2 separate regions of the Columba livia genome follow, and region 2 is linked to region 1. Evidence: chromatin contacts called from public Hi-C data. All regions are on one chromosome and are shown on one strand. The core of a region is the stretch at or near the end of the contact, and the rest is flanking DNA. Distances in the headings are between cores, read along the strand shown.

Region 1 (4,871 bases), core at 1,775-4,274:
GCTCCAGGGCAGAGGATTAGGCAGAGGAGGGGAGAAAATTAGTGTAAAGGCCCGGGGCCTGGGTTCAGCATTGTCCTTAAGGAGTTCATCTGGGACCACATGGGTATCACCACTGGGCCCGCTGGGCTCCTGGTGCAATCCCTGGGTGCACCAGCAAAAGAGGGGAGCGGGGACCAATTTTGCACAAGGTCAATTATTTCCAGTTATTTGGGAATGGGAGATGGGATTCTTTCCAAGTCCTTTAGGTAATGAAGCTTGTGAGCTGAAGTGTGGCATTTGTTTCTCCCTGTTACCATAACAGATACCTCCCCTCGACTGTGAAGCCATCTCTATTTCCCTGAGTCGTCCCTGAATCAAGGCCCCTTTCACTTCTCACCAAATTATGCAGTAATTTCTTGAGGGAGTGAATTCCAGCGAGCTATTCTCTAGGGAACCTTCCTTACTCAGAGAGAAACCACAAACCAGTGAGATCTGGAAGGGGAGAAGGAGTAAAAGAGATCAGGCTTGTTTAGAAGCAGCAGCTAAACAGCTGGGAGATCTTTCAGTTGGTTATATTTCTAATTCTGTTCAGGTCTTGCTTTACAACCTCGAATGAAAACAAATCAGGATAGTTTCCTCCTTCTTGGAATGTCTAGGATTTTGAAGGGGGGGAACTCTACACACAGCGCCTCTTTTCCAGCCACACAATACAAAAGGAGACATTGGTAAAATTGCTTTGTGGTTGCAAATGTGTTTTTTTCACCCTTGTCTTAGAAAGAGAAACTTTTTTCATGTGTTGAGTCACTGCAGGACAAACTGTCGTGGACCATCAAACAAACAGCATTGATTTTATTCTTTTTTTCCTAGCCACAAAAGCAGAATACCCCCTCCCCAAAAAAAAAAAAAAAAAAAAAAAAAAAAATTCTTTCCTTGCTACATACAACCATCATCTTTATTTTTTTCATGAGATTATTTCCAAATGCTGAGCACTAAACTCAAGCGTTTTTCCACATACATGAGCATTTGTAATCCGTCACAGTCCAACTCTGAGAGGTGCACATAGACGCAGTGTCGTTTCACCCTTGTGCATTATTGCCATGCCGCGCAGCGGTGTAGCGTGATCTTTCTTACTCCAGATAAAAGTTGTTTAAATTGCAAACTATATGCAGTGGCCTCAGAGTGCCTCATCTGCTAAAACAAAATTTAAACAGCTGAACGAAAGGACTGTGAGCTCCCCAGGAGGGAAAAACGCGAACCTCGCGAAAGCGGGATGAAAAGAGGGGCAGGACCCGAGGGGAGCGCCGGCTGGATGTGCTGGCGGGAGCAGCCGTGGCCGCGGCGACGGTACTTGCTGTGACAGTCCCGGGGCTTGCGGGCAAGAAGGAGAAGAAAAGCCGCAGCTCAACTGAGCCCGTCGGCTCGGGAACGTTCTTTAGGGGATAACTTTATGGTTTTTTTACACGTAAAATTACACGCATGAAATACAAACCCGTACCCGTGTATGTGTATATGCGTGTATATTTTGCACTCCCAGAGTGGGGACCTTGGCCACATCCATGGGGAATTTGACCACATCCGAAGCTCTTCGATAAGTCGCAGACACACCGGGCTGCCGCTTCGGGCTCCCTTACCGCAGAGGGCTGGGGAAGGAGCTCGGGGCCGGACCTCGCTCTCTGTCCCGCACAGGAGTTAATGGGGGTGGCCCCGATGCGGGCCCGCCTGACGGGTGGGTTTTGGCCTGTTCGGGCGGTGATGGTGCTCCAGGAGGTGCTCCCAATACTGCAGCCTCCGGCTTGGGGCTCGCCGCCGGCCGAGGCGGCCCCGGGCAACCCCAAAGCCCGCTCCGGTAGTGGTGGCTTCGGCCGCGCCGGGCGGTTGCGGTTCGACCGTGCTCAGCCCGGGCCGGGGACGCCCGCTCCCGAGCTGTCACCGAAATAGCCCCCTGAAGCGCTTTGCTCCGGTCCCTTCCAGGAAGGAAAGAAACCCCGCTGCGGCGCTGGTTTTCTGTGTTTAAGTAACTTTAATAAAACGCCGCTTCCTTTGGCCAAGGAAAGGAAATTCGCTGTATATAAAATTCGGAGCGGAGGGGAATAGGGAAGCTCCCCGGGTGCCCGTGAGCTTCGTTGCCTATTTAATTACAAGTTTTCGTTCCTGGGCAGACGTGGAAAAAGTGCTAGAACCCAAAAAAATTAAAAAGACAAGTGGCGCACCCGGCTGCCCGCGGGGTCCCCCCGCTGCCCGCCAGGCCGCTGCGGCCCGTGGGGCAACCCCGACCTCAGAAGCCCGGTGCAAAGCCCCGCTGCGGAGCCGCGTCCCCGCATCGCGGCCGCCGCCACCGGACCCGGCCGTTCCGCGCCGCTGCAGCGCCCCGCGCGGCCACGGGGCGGCGCACGCCCCCGCCTCTACAGTCCCCCCCTCCGTGCCCCCCTCTCTTTGCATACGCAGCGACGATTGGTCAACGTATTCACTTGCGTCAGCTATGGCGTCAAAGGCTCGCCGGCCAATGACTCGCCGGGTGCCGTGCCATTGGCTGTCTGCAGGGGTGTCAATCAGATGGAATTTGCATGCCGGGCGCGCCGCGGAGGGGCGGGCGGCAGCGCGGGTCCGCCGTGGGAGACACAGCAGCGTCTGCCGGTCACACGGAGTCACTGCACGTAATAACGGCGCCACTCGTTAACGCCTCCCCAGCCTTGTGTGATGCTCTGCGGAGGGCCAGCTCTCTATTCCCACGCGTGACAAGTAACTGCAGCTGCCAGGCAGGCATGTACGGGTTCCACGGGCAAAATTCGTACAGAAGCAGAATAACCCAGTGCTGAAATACCCCCGCGTGTGCGCGTGTGGTGTCAGTGCCGTGTGCCCGGCTCCTCCGACAGCAGGAAGAGGCACAGCCCTGGGCCCCTGTCGCCGCAGCTGGCACTGCACGTAACCCCCCGTCTCCGCATGGGATGTGAGTCGGGGGCGCGGGAGATCCCCCGCCGTGCCCCGGCCTCTCCCCGCAGGAGAAACTCAAGGAGGGGAGGCCGCCTAACAGCCCCCCGCCGAAGAGAACTCCTCTGTGCGCGGCAGCACCGAGCTTGGGTCCTCCAGCGGGAAAAATGACGCGGGTGTAAAAACAATCGGTAGCCGCTCACTTGTTGTACACACGAGACGCGGCGCGTTTGGGCGAGAGGGCTCCGAGCTGACCCTCCCGGGGGGACCAGCCGTCGGTGCCCCAGACCCAGCCGCCCACCGCGCCGGCTCTGCTCCCCGCAGCCCCGGCGCTGGCCAGCCGCCACGCGTCACGGCCGGGCGCTGTCCGTCATCCACGTCCTCTGACGTCACCTGTGGCGAGCACCAATCAGCGGGCGGGCTGGGACAGAGCGGAGCCGGTGATTTACGCGCTTCGGGACGCGACTGCGAGACAGAACCAAAAGCGCTACGGCGGGTCCCCACGGTCCCGTGCGGCCCTGCGCTCCGCCCTCCCCGCGCAGACGCGCCCCGCTGTTTTGGCGAGCAGAAATAGCAGCGGCTACTCTGCGGGGGGGTGGGTGGTAAAGTGGCCTTGGCAGCCCCTGAGGCCCCGCCGGGCTGCCTTGCCACCCCAGAGGTGGGTGCAAGGCAGCCAGCTTAGCAGGAGGTTTTTTATGCGTCTTTACAGAAAAAAAAAAAAAAAGTGTGTCCTGCCCTTGTTTACGACAGAAATAAGAGGCTGGAACAGCCCCCAAGAGGGGCTGATTGACATCGCAAGGCAGGGACCGCTTCGTCACGGATGGGGGGTACAGAGGGCTGGAAACGGGGTCTTCCCGCAGCTCGTGACGGGTGTTGCGTTTCCGCTGCGGCGGCGAGTTGATACTTGAATTGCCCGAAACAGTTCTGATTTTTTTCCTTTTTTCCTTTTTTTTCCTTCTTTTTTTTCTTGCAAATAAAGTAAACACAAGAGGGCGTTTCAAGCCTTTGATCCACGTTCTGTACAGTAAGGAAAATAAACCGTGAACTTCAAAAGGGATGGAGGCATTCTGGGGTTAATTTCGCTTCCTAAACGGATGAACACGGCAATAAATCATAATTTCCCTCCCCTCCATGAAAGCGCTAATCGGAGGAATATGCACCCGAAGCGCCCCTCACCACTGGCAGCCTCAGAGACCGCGTCGGCTGTAATCTGATGGATCAAAATTCGTGCGGGAGATATTATAAATCAACAGGTTTAATAAATCTTTGCAGACGACGTCTCCACGGGGCCGGGGGAGGGGGCGGGGTGCGGAGGGGTGCCCGGCGGTAATACGGAACCGTGAAAATTCACTTCCTCGCAAGAACTACATTAAGTAAACCTAACACCGAAATGTTGTCTGGCAATCTGTCTTGAAAAGGTTACAGCGTGTTAAAGATTTGGAAAGCTCCATAAAGCAGTAAAGATTATGAAATACAGCTTAAAGGTTTATCAAATGACTTCCCGTGCCGGGACAGGCTTTAAACCGAAGGCAAAAAAACCTGAAGCCTGTGATCTTTGCAGCTTTAGCCCATAAACGTGTTTGAGGAGGGATTCTGTTTTCTGCCGCTTTATAGTATCACTTCCCTAACACGTAATTTAAATCTGCTTTTCAGGAGTCGATATCTGGTAGTAAAACTAATACCGGGCAATTAGACGTGGTGCTTTAGAACCGCGTCGAGCTAGAGGCGGTACGAAGAGGTATCCACCCAAAACCAGGTGGCCAAGCTGGGGCTGGAGAGTGGGGAAAGGTCCTCTGAATTCGGCTGTCCCCAGCCTCGGGGAGAGGGGAAGCGATCCCGTTTCTGGTACCGGCATCGGGGCGAAGGGGCGCTGGGACCCGGGGAGCCCCGCCGGGGAAATGGGGGGGCTGGCCAGCCGCGGGCCCGGGAGCCGCGGAGGCGCCTCCGGGCTCTCCCCTCGCCGG
Region 2 (4,871 bases), core at 867-3,366, 640 kb after region 1:
AAGATACATATTGAAAAGAAACTCCTTCTCCAGTTCAAGGGTCTGATGCTTGGTGTAAGGGCATCGCTTTTTCCTGGTAGACCTTGCGTGGAGCCAGTTTGCAGCTGGATTATCTACAACGAAAACAACAGGAGAAGTTCAGACTCGGGGGGAGAGGGAGGGGGCTACAGGAGAGACCCGCTTAGGTGTTCCGATTTGGGGGTTTAGGACGTGGCTCTCATTTTCCAAGGCACAGAGGACGGTGAGGCACAACGGACTCCAAAACACAGACGCATGGAGAGGTCACACGCAAACACACGCTGCAAAGCCCCGCCACCCCCGCCTCCCATCGGCTTTTTTATTGTTAGTGGGATGCAATTTTATAATACTCTCTCCTCCTCTCTCTATGCTAGCTCCCTCCCTCCTTCTTGGCCTCCCCACGCACACACCCCCCTCAAACTGCCAGCCCGGGGAGTGACCAGCCAGACCAGCATGTCATCGAAATTGTTTCACTTTTTAATTTCGACCTTCTCCCGTGTCATCACTGGCAAGACCCAGGGAGCTGGCAAGTCAATCTACAGCTGGCATAATTAAAACCTCGCCGGTTTAGGACCCTAATTCTCACGGCGTTAATCGCGGTAGCAATCCCGAGGCGCTCTGCCACCAGTTTCGCAGCCCTGGGAGCATCCAGCCCCGGGTTTTCCACGAAGGGGGTGGGAGGGAGACACCAAGTCAACGGCGAGGTTTCTGCCCTCAGCCCTGCAATAGCCGCCCCGGCCTGCGAGCCGTCACACAAAATAAGGACCAGATTCACATCCAATGCTTTCTAGGCACCCTCTCCTCGGCGTTTGCCCACGCCTGGAAGCGCGGCGAGGCGGAAGGATGCGAGCACATCCTGCAGAGTCTGCTGGGGTGGCTAGTGCGGGAATGGGCGGATTTTGCCTTTCTTTTTTTTTTTTACGTTGCAGTTGTAAGGTAGGATTTTGTTTTCCTTCCAGTCTGGAAATCCCGAGCCATCCTAAATCCCGTCCGAGCTGCGAAGGGCAGCGCTGGCTTTTGGAGATCGCAGACCCAGGGCGAGCTGCAGCGGCGGCAGCAGCCGGTATTCGGCCGCGTAATTAGCCCCAGCGCCTCGACACCTCCCCGCGGCCGGCGCAGCGCCCTGAAGTCCATTACCCTCGCAGTCCCACTTACTTGGATCGATCTGCGGTTTCTCTCCGTTTGCCTCACTTTCTCCATTGCTTTCAGAGAATGCACCTTCGTGGCTTTGCTTATCCCTATCAACTGGAGGAGAACCACAAGCATAATCAGAGAGAGACAAAGTGTGAGTGTCAAACGTGGTACAGTCAGCCCTCCTGGCCGCCAGCGGTTCAGGTTTAATGCCGTAATGCCTGCTGGTAGGTAACCCGGGGAAAGACAAGGAGCCCGGCACAGGCTCAAGCCACGAACGCATGTACCTGCCGTCGGGCGGTGCCACGGGCGCCTGGTGGTGCGCGTAGGGGTGGTAGACGGCGGGGACGCCGCTGGCGCCGGCGGGGTGCGCGGGGCTCCAGGGGGGGCCGAAGACGGGCGCCTTGGGCTGGAAGCTGCAGGGGGCCAGCTCGGGGTGCTCGGCCAGCGCCGCCGGCCTCGGTGGCGGCGGCCCCAGCGGGGCGGGGGCGTAGCGGGGCGCAGCCAGCTCGTCCCCCTCCGGCACCAGGAAGGAGTCCACGTAGTAATTGCTGAGGGTCCCGGGAGCCGACATGGCGGGCGCGGGCGGCGGACCCGCCGCGGTTCGGGGCTGCGGGTTTCACGTAACAACTTGGTGCTGGCGGAGAAGTAGAGTCAGTAATAAGTTGAGGGCAGCCCGGGCGCCCATTGGCTGCCCCGGTCACGTGGCGGGGGAGCAGAACAATAAAGTATAAATCAGTCCGCGGGCTATTAATGGGTCAGTGTTTTCCAGCCATAATTTTTATAGCGAGGCCATATGTTTTTATGCAAAGGGATATTGGAGTTATACGGCGGGGTTTGTTTTAATTGCGGCCAACTGAGATTAAAAGATCAGATTCCGTATTACAGCCCCCCTTCCCTCTTTCTCTCTCCTCTTTTTTTTTTTTTTCGTTTAAGCGGACTATTTTATATCATAATTAATCATCCCATCAGTGGGTCGTGTTCCCCTCGGAAAAAAAAAAAAAAAAAAAAAAAAGCCCACACCCTTGTGATCGGAGACCTTCACATAAAATTATACAATAATTGAAGCAATAAAAAAAAGCAAAATAGCAGTTGCGGTATACTGTATTTAAATATATATTTATTATATTTCATAAGGAGTTATTGTTTCGGGAGCCACAGGGTTGTTATTAAGTCAGTAACTACGAGCGCGCTCATTTGCATCGCTGTGTTTCACGGCAGTAAAAATTTACGAGTGCTTGGAAAGGTTAAATTATACTATTGTGTTTAGTTTGGGAACTCACTATAAACAATACCGTTCCGTTCGACGCAGAGAGCTGGCAGCAGAAAGTCAAATTCAACGTATCCACCTTCCGAAACTCCGAAGCCGAGTCTCCGGCCGGAGAAGAACCGGGGCAGGCGCTGGCTCGGTATTTAGGCTGGCCGGCACCAAACTGCACTTCCCCACCCCACCCCGCTGGACAGAGAGCGGCAGTGACCGAAACACCCTTCTCGTCCTCCCTGCCGCACTGCCGCGCCCGCTCGCCCGGCCCTGCCCTTGGACGGGGCCGCAGCGGCCGGGGACCCCCTCACTAGGCCGGGGAGAGGAGCCTGGGCTGGCCGGCGAGGCCGCGGCCGGAGCGGAGCCGCCGTCCTGGCCGGGAGGGAGAACGGGCAGAGCCGCGAGGCGGTATTTATCACTACGATTAATTCTTTAACTATGCAGAGAAGCAGCGGGGGAAAAGGGGAGAAAAAGCCCCGTCTCCCCGCTGCCGAAAGACACCCTGCTTCTCAGGGCGGCTATCAAAGGGGCGCTCGCAGTCGGCCGTCCGGCATTCTGGTGAATCAAATTTATGTGCAAATATAGTTATTTGTTGGTGGCACCTCCTTTGGCTGCAGGACCCACGCTAGCGGCGTCGGAAACCGAGCGGAGGGTTACAGTGCGCCGCAGAAGGAGGGGAGGGTGCGCGGGGGGAGAGTGAGAGGCGGCCAGATCCAAGTCCAGTGTTAGGAATTAAAGTCGTGCCTGAGCGCTTTGCAAACACGCTTGTGACTGCCTGATTTTTCTTCGGCGGACACTCAAGCTGTTTATCCCTGTGGCAGGCGAAGGAGCGCGGTCAATGGGATGCAGGGGGCACAAAAAAAAACCTACGCGACAGGCTCAATTTACTCGAAATATCTTTTATTGAAAATAGAGCCCAGGACTGCCGAGTAATAATTAAAATCATGTGTAAATAGTGTTCATGCGAAAGTGTGGTTTTAATTAGTTTTACATCGCTATGTGGGCTGTCTCTCTCGCTCTCTCCCCCTCTTTCCTTCTCTCTTTCTTTTTCTTTTCATGTCTTCCCAACAGTTTAATCCGAAATCTTACAGAGATCCTATTTTAACAACGCTCTCTCCTCCATTCAGGATTACGAAGGCCCATAATGAAGCTATTATCCCCCATTAGAGTTCAAAAATTACGGAACAGTTGCAAGATCTCCACAAACAAGAAGCCGATTATTTTCTAACAATTTAAAAAATGCAAATAAAGCTCTCCTCTCCTATTTTTTTGTGGCCATTGTATAGACACGCCGTAATAGAAAAAAATAATTGTATTTCTTTCCTGGAACGACGGAACTCGACGTCATTTGTATTTATTATTAAGAGTCAGCTGTGGTGAAATGTGATTGTAGAACTTCCTTTCTCCATTCAGAAAAAATAATCTTAGCTGCGGGAGTCCTGGATGTTTATATTCGAATTTGGGTTCTCAACTTGCAGCGCGTTTCATTTTTTTGGTTACTCACCAAAAATAATAGCAAATGAATAACAATAACAATAACGTTTAAAAGAACGCGCCTGCATTTTTATTTCCCTGTAAAATTCCGCATTTGTTCACTGCCGGCATCCAAGCGGCAGGAGAGGGTGTACAGAAAGCAAGATATAAAATATAGCAAGTAATTACAGACATTTTTCACGCGGTCACGTTGCTTATAATAACACTGTAGCATTCGCCTCTCTTTCCGCCCTTTTAGATCTATTTGTCCCACAAGTACATTTTACATACAAGCCACGAAGGCTACTGAAGGCAGCGTGGGCTTCGCACAATTTGCGTTGCTGATTTTGGTGGCTTACACCTTCGGAGGCAAAAGACCCCAAACAGGGTAGAAATAGGCGTTCACATCAAATTGCAGTATGTAATCGGAATTCCCAGGAATGAAGCACCGCTGGAGCGATCGTGCCTGAATAAAAATACTCCCTGCCATCCATTCCGGCATAATCAAATTAGCAGAGCTTCCATTCCGCTACCTTTTACCCCCGGCTGCAACAGGAAGGACCCTGAGGGTTTTTAAGCGAGGGCCATATGCAAGGGCTGCTTCATCAGCCACGCACCGCAGAGGCGCGGGGCACGAATCCGCGGGCGTTGGCAATCTCTCCTGAACGGGAAGTTCAGGATCGTCTTTTCCCGTGGTTTCCTGCCACTGCAAACCTCTCTCACGGAATCGCCGGTGCTGCGAACACACGGAGGTGTTTTGGCACAGCGGAGAGAAAAAATGATTCAGAATTTAGGGGAAGGAGTCCAAAATCAGATGATGCGATTCACATGGGAAATAAAGGACAGAGGCAAACCTGTATATAAACGCCGTACAGGCACGCACAGACTTATGCCCTGCAAATACACTCCCCGTATGTACAGAGACCCAGCAGATACCCCGTAAGGCGCACAGTGTGTGTAGAGACAGCCACAAGCACTTAAATTTGAC

Evidence for each region. Hi-C and Micro-C count contacts between places; a contact is called where the count stands out from the background.
Region 2: a contact with region 1 is called in a Hi-C map of crop, with 5 times the contacts expected there. The contact joins the promoter of HOXA9 here to the enhancer-like site in region 1. A contact is called at or near these places in 2 of 2 Hi-C or Micro-C datasets (crop and liver).

What each region holds. Positions count from the first base shown.
Region 1 is chr2:35,696,772-35,701,642 of bColLiv1.pat.W.v2, forward strand. No RefSeq gene overlaps it. Among named protein-coding and RNA genes, the nearest start is that of NFE2L3, 110 kb to the right of the region's middle. Within about 2 kb of position 3,025, at least 3 of the 3 cell types and tissues checked have an H3K27ac peak away from gene starts, as active enhancers do.
Region 2 is chr2:36,340,727-36,345,597 of bColLiv1.pat.W.v2, forward strand. It overlaps HOXA9 (homeobox A9), which reads right to left and starts at 2,117. Exons shown (of 2, transcript XM_005513503.3): 1 at 1,174-2,117; 2 at 1-113. The coding sequence starts at 1,723.